2 separate regions of the Bos taurus genome follow, and region 2 is linked to region 1. The links are chromatin contacts, called in public Hi-C maps. All regions are on one chromosome and are shown on one strand. Each heading gives the region's core, a stretch centred on a gene start, on an enhancer-like site or on the middle of the called end of the contact. The rest is flanking DNA. Distances are from core to core; before and after follow the strand shown.

Region 1 (5,455 bases), core at 1,263-3,762:
ACGGACCTTTGTTGGCAAAGTAATGTCTCTGCTTTTGAATATGCTATCTAGGTTGGTCATAAGTTTCCTTCCAAGGAGTAAGCGTCTTTTAATTTCATGGCTGAAGTCACCATCTATTTAGTATACTTCTCCTTAAAGCCCCTGGATCTCCTTAAAGGTAGCCGTAGGGTTAGAGAGAAAAACACTGTATTTGCCTTTGCCCACTTTGGGTAAAATTGTGTATAGGTATTAACAGAAATCAAAATACCTAGATATCATTATAGTTTCTTCTGCTGATTCACCACAAGAACATAACAGGTCTTTAACCTAACTCTCTCTCTTGTAAACTTTCAAGCAGAGTGTAGTTTACAGAAAATACGGTTGTAAGTGCGGCCAAACTTCAAAAGGAGAAGTGAAAAAATTATAAAACACTTTAAAAACAAATAGTAGACTGTTAAAGCTTAAAGGGAACATACTATAGCATTTGGAAGAGGAAAACTAATCTGTGAACAAAATTTTAGGACATCGATATATAAATTATGCTGAGTGGGCCTCTTCAAGTAAAAATATTCATGTTGGGAAACTTTCAGGCAGAAGTGTCTTTGTATTAATCTTCAAAGAGAAATAGAATTACAAAGGAAAGTACTGTACACTGAATTAGTTGGTATCAAGACAAAGAATTGAAAAGGGCAGATCCCCAAGAGAGGATAATTTCAATTTATCCAAGTTTTGACCTGAAATTTAGGGAAATAGAGTATGTCAATTATCTACTGTCATATAACAAACTACCACCAAATAACAACCACTGGATATGCTTATGATTTTGCAGGTCAGTCAATGGTCTGGGGTCAGTTGGGTCAGTTCTCTTCTTGCCTGAACCATTAATGATGCTGTGATCTCCTGGCGCACAAGCTAGGACTACTCTGGCTATGGAGCCTCCATTAACATGGCTTGTCTCTGCTCCCTGAGTTCTCATCCTTCAAGAGATTGCTTGGGTCTCTTCACATGACCATGTCAGAGATGTGATATACAAGTTCTTTTTAAGCTTTTGCTAACATTCCATTGGCCAAAGCAAATCATATTGGCCCAGTCAGGAATTAAATAAGAGGGGGCCTACATACACGTGTGCTCAGCCTTGTCGGTCGTTGGAACCAATCAATTACATCTCTCCATGTTTAAATCCATGTGAAGGCCCCCTCCCAGGTGGCACAGCAGTAAAGAATCTGCTTCCAATGCAGGAGACTCAGGCGCAGTCCCTGGGTGGGGAAGACTCCCTGGAGGAAGGCATAGCAACACTCCCTGAAGTGGTGCAACCCACTCCAGTATTCCTGCCTGGAAAATCCCACGATCAGGGGGAGGTTCACAGTCCACAGGGTTGCAAAGAATCAAACACGACTGAAGTGACTGGGCATGCATGATATGGCTTACCAGGCGTTCCTTTCTCTATACTTTTACGTAAAAAATATTGGGTACCTATTGTATTAATTTCCTGTTGCTGCTATAACAAATTACTACAAACTTAGTGGTTTAAAACAACATGAATTCATCTTACCGTTCTGGAGGTCAAAACTAAAATTAAAGTGTGACCTGGGCTGCTTTTCTTCTGGAGGCTTCAAGGGGAGAATCCTTTTTCTTCCCTTTGTCAAGTTTCCAGTGCATGACAAGTTGCTTCATTGGTGTCGGACTCTTGGCAACCCTATGGACTGTAGCCCACCAGGCTCCTCTGTCCATGGGGAATCTCCAGCTTCTATCAAATATACAGCAGGGATTAACTGTAGTCACCACGGTGTATACTACAAGCTCTTGCTTCCATCCATGGCCATGTTTTGTTTTTATTACTGTCCTCAAATCTCCTGTCTCCCCTCTTATAAAGACCCTTGGGATTACATTGACCTCACCTGGGTTAACCTAGGTTGATGTTCCCACAGGTTTGGGATTAGCAGGCCGGCATCTGTGGGGTGCCACTGCTCTGTCGCACCTACTATGTGCTTGCGAGTTCAAACACGAAAAAGGGCTGCATTCCATACAGTGGACGGAGATCATTTTTCTCAGATTGTTTGAACTACCCATCTCATTTACCGGTAGTCAGAGGACTTTCTCACGTGTTTACCAGCCCCTGGGCCACAGGGCTGTTTAAACTGAACTTTGCTGATATAAGCATATTTATATTAGCTGCCTCCATATTTATTATTACAGTTGCTGTTTGGGTACAACATCACAAGACCATCAAAGCGGCTTTCCTCGTTAGCAGCGGAGGCGGCAGCAGTTAACACCTGGGCGGTGCAGGGCACAGCCGAGGGTCCGGAGGTCACTTTCTTCCCGCGTCCCTTTCCATCCGAGAGGGGGCCCGCTGGCCAGGCTCGGGGGCGCGGGGCGGGCCCGCCGCGCTCTGTGACGCCCGCCGCGAGGAGCCTCCGGCACCGCCCGGTTCCCGCGGGACCAGCGGCGCGGGCGCAGGCGATCTCCTTTCCCGTTCCGCTCTCTCCGCCTCCGGAAGCTCGGGCGGCCTCCGGGGCCGCGTGGAGGGGCTGCAGGAGCGCGCGCGCGGGCGCACGGCCGGGACGCCGGCGGCGCGAGGAGGTTGCGGCTGCGGCGCCGGGTGAGCTGCGCGCGAGCGACCCTTCCTCCGCGCCCCCCGCCCCCCGTTCGGGATCCGTTTCCCCTCTCCGGGGCCCAGGCCGCGGCGAGCGCACAGGATCGGTATGCGGAAGGCGGACTGGCCGGGCCGCCCCCCTCCCTTCCCCAGTCCTCCGGGCCCCGCCGCCTCTGCGGCCCTGGCAGCCGGTCGTTAAGCGGGTGTAACCCACACGGAGGCGTCCAGGGCTGGCGCGATCGCAGGGCCAGCGCCCCTCGTCGGCCGCTCTGGGATGGCCGGGCCTGACCTCGGGGCGCGTTTGCGGGTGGCGTGGGGTCGGGGTCGGCAGTGAATTAAGATGTGATAGCCCCCCGCCCCCCGTCCCGGGAGATCCTGACTCAGGTCTCCCCCGCTCACCTCCGCGGAACTTGACCCTGAACTCAGAGGAGGGAGGGGGATGTCAGTTATCCGCTACTTCGTGGGGTCCGGAGGGGGTAGTGTAAGGAACCTCAGATCCTGGAAGACAGGTGTTTCCTTTGGGCTGAGATTTTCGGGTATCCAATAGGTTACCTTCTTTGGACCAAATCATATGTCTTAACTACAGAAACGTCACGTCCCAGTATCTAAAATGACAGTTAAAAATGCCGGATTCCTCTGTGTGTTTTCCTGATGTAAGGCGAAAGCGTTGGTATTTGTATTGCTGGTTCTGCAAGGGCTCTACGAATCATGGGTGTGTAAATGACTCCTGGGCAGCTTTGGCAAGTTCTTGTCCTCATTGAGTATCAGCAGGGTTATTGCAGCCTAATGAACTGTCATTTGATTTTTACGCTTTCCCAATATGTTATAAAGAGAAACTTTACTATCTTATTAAGTCCATATTTTTATTACTCTTTAATGTAAATTGAATCTCACTAACTAAAGTGAAGGTTATCAAAAGGACTGCTTAGTGGTTGGGACAGTTGGATATTTTTTCCTTTCATTAAGTCACCTGAATGTTTCAGTTCAGTTGCTCAGTCATATCCCAACTCTTTGCAACCCCATGGACTGCAGCATACCAGGCTTCCTCTAGCTTACTCAAACTCATGTCCATCAAGTAAGTTGCTGATGCCATCCAACCATCTCATCCTCTGTCATCCCCTTCTCCTCCTGCCTTCAATCTTTCCCAGCATCAGGGTCTTTTCTAATGAGTCAGTTCCTCACATCAGGTGGCGAAAAAATTGGAGTTTCAGCTGCAGCATCAGTCCTTCCAGTGAACATTCAGGACTGATTTCCTTTAGGATGGACTGGTTGGATCTCCTTGCAGTCCAAGGGACTTTCAAGAGTCTTCTCCAACTCCACAGTTCAAAAACATCAATTTTTTGGCACTCAGCTTTCTTTATAGTCCAACTCTCACATCCATACATGACTACTAGAAAAACCTGAAGTTTAAGTCCTTACAATAACCCATGTGTTGGATGTTAGGAACCTAAATCTAAACCTGAAAAGTCTCCCAGACACTGATCTCTGCACCCCTTCTCATGAACTGTGACCATGTAGGGAGACAGATGCTTACAATTGTTGGGGACTACAGGAACCTTGTGGGGCTTCCCTGGTGGCTCAGATGGTAAAAAGTCTACCTGCAATGCAGACCTGAGTTTGATCCTTGGTTGGGAAGATCCCCTGGAGAAGGGAATGTCTACCCACTCCAGTATTCTTGCCTGGAGAATTCCATGGACAGAGGAGCCTGAAAGACTTCCGTCCAAGGGGTCGCAAAGAGTTGGACACAACTGAGTGACTTTCACACTCACAGGGATCTTGTAAATGCAGATAAGGGGATAGTTGCTTCTAGTGTGTGGGGTAGGAAGGGAATGAAGGACAACTATGGAAAACTATCCAGGAAAAAAACTCAGGTGAAAGAGGTGATTTTTCTGCTTACATAGTTGGCTGTGCTCAGTCATGTCCAACTTTGCAACCCCATGGACTGTAGCCTACTAGGCTTCTCGCTCCATGGAATTTTCCAGACAAAAATACTGGAGCAGGTTGCCATTTCCTCCTATAAAGGGATCTTCCCAACCCAAGAATTGAACCCATGTCTCCAGTGTCCCCTGCATAGGCAGGCAGATTCTTTACTGCTGCGCCACCTGGAAAGCCCTACATAGCTGGCTCAATCTTAAATCTCCTAACTCCAAACTCCTTCATCAGATAAACATTATTTGAATATCTAATATTTGTCAGGTCTGACTTTAGGCGCTAGGATATAAAGATGAGCAAGGTACCAGGAGTTCCCAGTTTGGTAAGAAGACAGGAAAGGTGGGAAACAGCTATGAAAAACAGATTTCGAAGAAGTATCTGTAGTCATTTGTTTTAGGGATAGACTTTGGGATTTAGACCTAGCTCATGTTAGGGTTGGAAAAGGTCATATCCTCCATACACACAAATTCCCTCTGCAGCACCCCAGCAAATAGCCATCTGGTCTTTGCTCCAACAATATCTAGTGACTTGTGGCTAGATGACTTATGGCTCATAATCCTTGAAGGGAGCTCATTCCATTTTTGAGCAATTCTAATGTTAAACCCAGAACAGCTTTCTTATGCATTCTATTTGTTGATGCAAGTTCTGCCTCTGGAGCTGCAAATAATAGCTCTCAAGTCTGTTTCATATCACTACTCTTCAAGTATCTGAACACACCCTTTCCCTTAGTTATTTCTTTTATTTCTGTGAGCCTTTGGTCGGTAAACCATTAATCATAACTCAGATTCTAGACTCTGCCATAGTACTCAAAGCTAAGTGCCATCCAAAAGGTGGTTTGACCAAGCAGAATATGATGCAAGTTGTACGTTGCTACCCCAGGTTTGTCAATCTCCTTGCCAGAAATACCTGGGAAACTCTTTACTGTCTTTGGAAAGGTGGTTTGATCACAAG
Region 2 (5,455 bases), core at 1,375-3,874, 36 kb before region 1:
CACACTCGTATGGAGCACGTTACTTTGCAGTAAGTATCGCATTAGTAATATCAATTAGTTATGAAAGTCTACCTTTTGTTGTCAGAATTTCTGCAAGCATTATGCGTAAGCTGAGAGACTGGACATTCTTCGAAGGAAGGAGACAGAGCACCAGAACCCGAGAACACGTCTGCAGAAATCTTACTTCATCATTTGAGTTCCTCAAGCAAGAATGCAACACAAAAGGCCTTGGCTGCTCTTCATGTCTGAAAAAATAAATACATGAACAGAGGGAAAAGGAAGGAAAGAAATTTCTAGAAACAATTTGGTCATGTACCATTAGGTTAAAAAAAAACTTCAAATGGGCAACACACTCAGTTTTAACAACTATGTTCACTCTTAGACTATCAATAGTCAATAATTTTTTCAACCACAGATTAATCTGGAAAAATGGGCTTTTGGGATTTCTAACCTTAAGTAGCATGAACGGTTATACAGAACTCCCAAATCGTAGCAACAACTACCCAGAAAGGGGTGAGTGTCTCTTTAATTAGATTTTAAAATCTTCTAGCTCTCTTTTTAAATGTCATCTAGAGTTTCCTTTAAAAAAAAAAAAAATCTAACAAAGCATAAACCAGGGTCACCAGGTCCTGACAGCATCCTTCTGCCAGAGTCCTTACCGCAATTCCTAGTACTTACCTCTCGGTTCTCGTGCCTTGAGTAAGCAAAAGGACGTTAACCTTCCATACATTTCATATGTGCAGTATTACTTAATCTTCCCACCTACATCAAGAAGTGTATATTATCATCGCCATTTTACAGATGAGAATATTAAGGATCTGAATGATCAAGTGAACAGTCCAAAGTCACAGAGGTAATTAATGGTAGAAGTAATTCAAGTTCTGCTCTGACTCGCACATCCCCAACTCTTTAACACAAGCCAGAATTAGAGATTAAGATGAAAAGGAAAAAAAAAATTCAGAGATAAAGAGAAAAATATGTGAAGAAAAGCATTACTTTGTCCCTTAAACAGCATGCCTGGGCTTTGTGAGTAAAAAGAATACACAGACTGTAAAAAGGAGGCTATGAAATTAAAAATGCTATTGATTTAACAGCATAAAAACAATCATTTTTAAATTTCCCTGAAACATGCTAGAACAAGACAGATGGGGCAAAGAAAGAGGAAACAGGCAAGAATTAAGTGTGATCTGGATTGACTTAGAGCAGCCAACAGCATGTTGGCTGGGAAATAAACACAGGCTGAACGGAAAGCTGCCGCCACACAATTGCCCAACAGTCAACCAGAGGATGTGTTGCTTTTATTAATGCAATTTATTATTCTCTTGCCTGACTGTGGCCAATTCAACTGGGTGCCTCCTGGCCGCCACTGTCATTTTGCAGTCAATGGAAATCTGCACCCCAATGGCGATTTCCAGGGCGAAGGCACAGTTTATCTGGGGCAGGTGAGTGCAGAGATAACCACAGAACCTAGATGCATTTCTGCCCAGTCTCATTGTGTGATGTGTAGAAGGTGATGCACAATCAGATATTAGATCCCCAGCATTCACCTCCAAGGCACCACCATCTATATGCAAAACACCAGTGACCTACTGGCACTTTTCCAAATATTCATAATCTCAGAGAACAGTGATAGAGTTCCTTCCTTTAATAAGAATCATCAACTAGACCTTCTAGGCACAGCCCAGACACCAATAAATCTATCCTTGGCACAAGAAAACTGGAGGTCCAAACAGAAGGCACTTCTAAAATGCAATCAAGTCTCTGTTTCTATTATTCTGATGCTTACTCATAATATCTTTATATAATCCACAAAGGCAGTCATTTCGCAAGCTGGTAAATAAATGTCTCAATGAAAAATATATTCTCATGTTGAAATCAGATAATCATAAGAACACTCCATTTCTCTAACCACTTGCTCTTCTCCCAAACCTAAATTCATCAGTCTTCTAACTGGAATAAAACAATGATCTAAAAATACTGTCCTTTATTGAGCCATAATTTAAATACCTTAAAATGAGCTTCCACTGACAATAGTATCCACCAGACAGAACTAGGGAGCGCTTTATGGAGCGGATGCCATAGCCGATCAAGTGCTGCACGGGGCTCAGAACACTCAGAAGGAGAGGTTGAAGCTTCTGAGACTCCAGCGAGGTGACCCTTATAACTTCCTCATCGGTTCACATACCCCCTCCTTACTGGAAGTTACTTTCTCTAAAAACAATGGTTTTCAAAGGGTGGTCTGCAGGCTCCCGTGTGTCCCCCAGACACTGTCAGGGGGTCTGTGAGGTCCAAACCCTATTCACAGCAACGAAATGATTCCACGTGTCTTGCCTGCTCTCACAAGTTGTAGTGGAGCTTCCCAGAGGCAACAGGCTGTGTGGTGACCTTGTCACTCTTGACGGTGAGTGGAAAGCATACTGTGCATTCTTACACTTAAAAAAAAAGTCTTAGTTTAATATCTGATATGATAAATATTGACAGATACGATGAGTGCTGAGCTGGTAAATGTTTAACAACTGGCTCTGCAAAGGGGAGAAAAGCTCCCATTTGGAGCATTTGCCCCATTTCACGGGGTCAGTACTCCCGCCGTGGCCAATTACAAAGTGACAAGTTAGTCCTCACTGACCTCAGGGTTGCTCCTGCGCCAGCACAAGCCAGCCCTGGGACCCGACGGCCGTAACCCACACAGACTAAAGCTCTTTCAGGTCCTCGACAACCTTCAAGAGCACAGGGCTATTCCTATACCAGGAAAACTGAAAACCACTGCTCCACAGTAAATTTTTCAAACTGTGGATTGGGACTCACAAAGAAGAAGATAAAATTTAATCTCAGATGCCATTTTTTAAATGGTAAAGAACAACAAAAAAAAAGAAAATCAAAGTTATCATAAGTAATGAGCATTATTTGATGAAACTGGATCATAATATAAAAAGTATTCCCAACTCTCACAATACTGTTAACCCGCTATATTGTAATACAAAATAAAAAGTTTAACAAAATTTTTTAATGTATCCCCCGTTTTATTTTTAAAATCTGCAAAAAACGTGGACATGTACACACTGCTCTATTTAAAATGGATAACCAACAAGGACTTACTGTATAGCACAGGGAATTCTGCTCAATGTTATGTGGCAGTCTGGATGGGAGGGGAGTTTGGGGGAGAACAGATACATGTATATGCATGGCTGAGTCCCTTTGGTGCCCATCTGAAACTATCACAATACTGTCAATCGGCTATACTCCAATGCAAAATAATCAGTTTAAAAAAAAAAAAGTTTGCAAAAAACACTGGGGGCAGTGAGTGGAAAAGAATAGGCATATGGTGGCCCTGTGGATTCTGGCCTCGTGAACCTAAGCTGGGTGAGCGTGGGGAGAGAGATGACTCCTGGACAGCTGCTGTCTCACGACCCTGCTTAACAGCCAGGAGCCCCCACAACCTCACAGGCAGGGCAGCAAGTACTCGCAGACCAATCCACAAGACAGGGCTTCTTAAGGAAGGAGGAGAGCTACCACCTGCCCGAGGAGGATGCCTCTGCTTCCTCATCCCCTTACATATTTTGCAAATACTTTCTCTTCTCCCCTAAAATAGAGGCAGCGCTGTATCAGTGAGAAGAGGCCCCAGAAACTGCTGGGACCCTGCTCCTACTCCAACTGAGACTGTATCCAGTAGGCAGAAGCCTACTCGCTGCAGTGAGACTGCTCTTTATGGCCAGGTTAGAGGTGCTATGAGTCGTCACGCTCTCACTCAACAAGAGTGAGACAGACGTTTAGGATCCTATCAGCAAACCTAAGGGAATAACGATTTGTTATGAGCACCGAGGTCTTGTTGAAGTCTTCTTCCAAAGGCAGAGTCACCTCTCAGGCACGAACTTTTCCTGGCTAATAGTACAAAAGGCTGACAAGCCTGAGTACTGGCAATTTTCACATGAAAACACCTTCTCTAATCATGGCCTGCATGCTCCAATACGGAGTTCCTTTTAAAAATCAAGTTTTGGGATACTGTGATGCAACAGAGCTCTTAACACAGGACTCACAAAAAGAAACATGAACTTTATTTAAACTTTCTCGAAAACTGAAAACTCACTGACACTCTTCAGAGTGCATAACAACTATATTTAAATGTTCTGTTTCTAGGCACCTTTAACGCTACTAAATAAATTCATGATAGTGCTGGCTCTGTAAAATTAATCTCACTGCTTCAGCTATTTACAAAATCAAACAGGTCTATACAGTGGTTTTCTGGTAAAAAAAATTTTTTTATTTGCTCTATCAGAACATTATAATGATTCCCCACAATGTCAACATTTCCAGCCAAGGACCAAAAAGAGGATGAATATGCTAGAGTTCTGTCTAGACTCTGACCCCTTTTCTCAACAAGGAAAATACTTTAACGTGAGTAAAGGGAGGAGAGGCTGTTCCCACTGTAACAGCTACCTGCCACTCGCCGCCTTCAGGTCACAGAAGTGAGTGAGCAAAGCTCGCACGACATCGTTGCAGACGACTTTGACCATGTCCACGTGGCTCAGCCGGTGGCGCAGCTGCCTGGCGACTTCCCAGAAGTCCTCGGACAGCAGGTGGTAGAGCTGGCCCTCGTCTCTGCTGAGGCTTCCATACCAGGACAGGATGTAGTCTCTGTAGCTGTAGTCAAACACTACCAGGAAGAGAAAGGCCACGCGTCAAACGCGGGCAAGGGCCGCAGACACTGAGAGAGCGCTCCTGCTGTCTGCTGCTACTTAACAGTCGCTTTAAAATATAAAGAGTGGAGAGCAAAACAAGGGAAGACACACTGTTTCCTGAAACCTTTCAAAACGAGGGATTCTTATCTAACTCGAATTTTGGGGGTGTGGAGACCTGAGGTACTAGATTTTCTTGGATAGCCCAATCTTTAAATAGTCTATCTTGGTACCCAACTCCCTGATTGGGTGTTTAATTTCAAATTGCTCTAGATGGGTGGAAATCACAAGGAAGTTGCTTTTTTCTGTTCAACACAAGCAAGAGCTGAACAAAAACATTAAAATTGTTCGAGAGATTGCCATATTAGATGATGGATGCACCATCATAAGAAATTTCAACACAAGCAGAGCATTTAATGGACAAGGATGACATGGAAAAAGTACTTCCTGAGATGGTAAGCTGGGTTACATGACCTCCAGGCTTTCACATCCTTTTATCCTCCTTCTGGGCATCCCAGTGCCAAGCAGCAAGAGCGTGATGACACACACTTTGCCAATAAAAACACTGCTAAGTTCTTCATGCGCAATTCCTTCTCTCTTACTCTTCTATTAAACTAAAAGTTTTCACGCCACGGGATTTTTAGCTAATAACAAATAAATCTGCAAACCGAAGCGTTTGGAAAATAGAAGCATTTTTTTCTTTCATTAAAATTTAATTTCAAATTAAAGCAGGAAATTAAGAGCAATTATAAGAGACTTAATACTTAAAACTAAGATCTTTT

What was found. Hi-C and Micro-C count contacts between places; a contact is called where the count stands out from the background.
Region 2: a Hi-C map of liver shows a contact between it and region 1, with 2.6 times the contacts expected there. The contact joins the enhancer-like site here to the promoter of CFAP97 in region 1. A contact is called at or near these places in 2 of 11 Hi-C or Micro-C datasets (both in liver).

Annotation. Positions count from the first base shown.
Region 1 is chr27:15,520,015-15,525,469 of ARS-UCD2.0, reverse strand. It overlaps CFAP97 (cilia and flagella associated protein 97), which reads left to right and starts at 2,512. Exons shown (of 5, transcript NM_001045999.1): 1 at 2,512-2,578.
Region 2 is chr27:15,556,575-15,562,029 of ARS-UCD2.0, reverse strand. SNX25 (sorting nexin 25) reads right to left here. Exons shown (of 18, transcript NM_001192758.2): 2 at 4,435-4,651; 3 at 73-245. Among named protein-coding and RNA genes, the nearest start is that of SNX25, 5.4 kb to the right of the region's middle. Within about 2 kb of position 2,624, at least 2 of the 102 cell types and tissues checked have an H3K27ac peak or open chromatin away from gene starts, as enhancers often do. A contact at or near this core is called in liver, where this site is marked.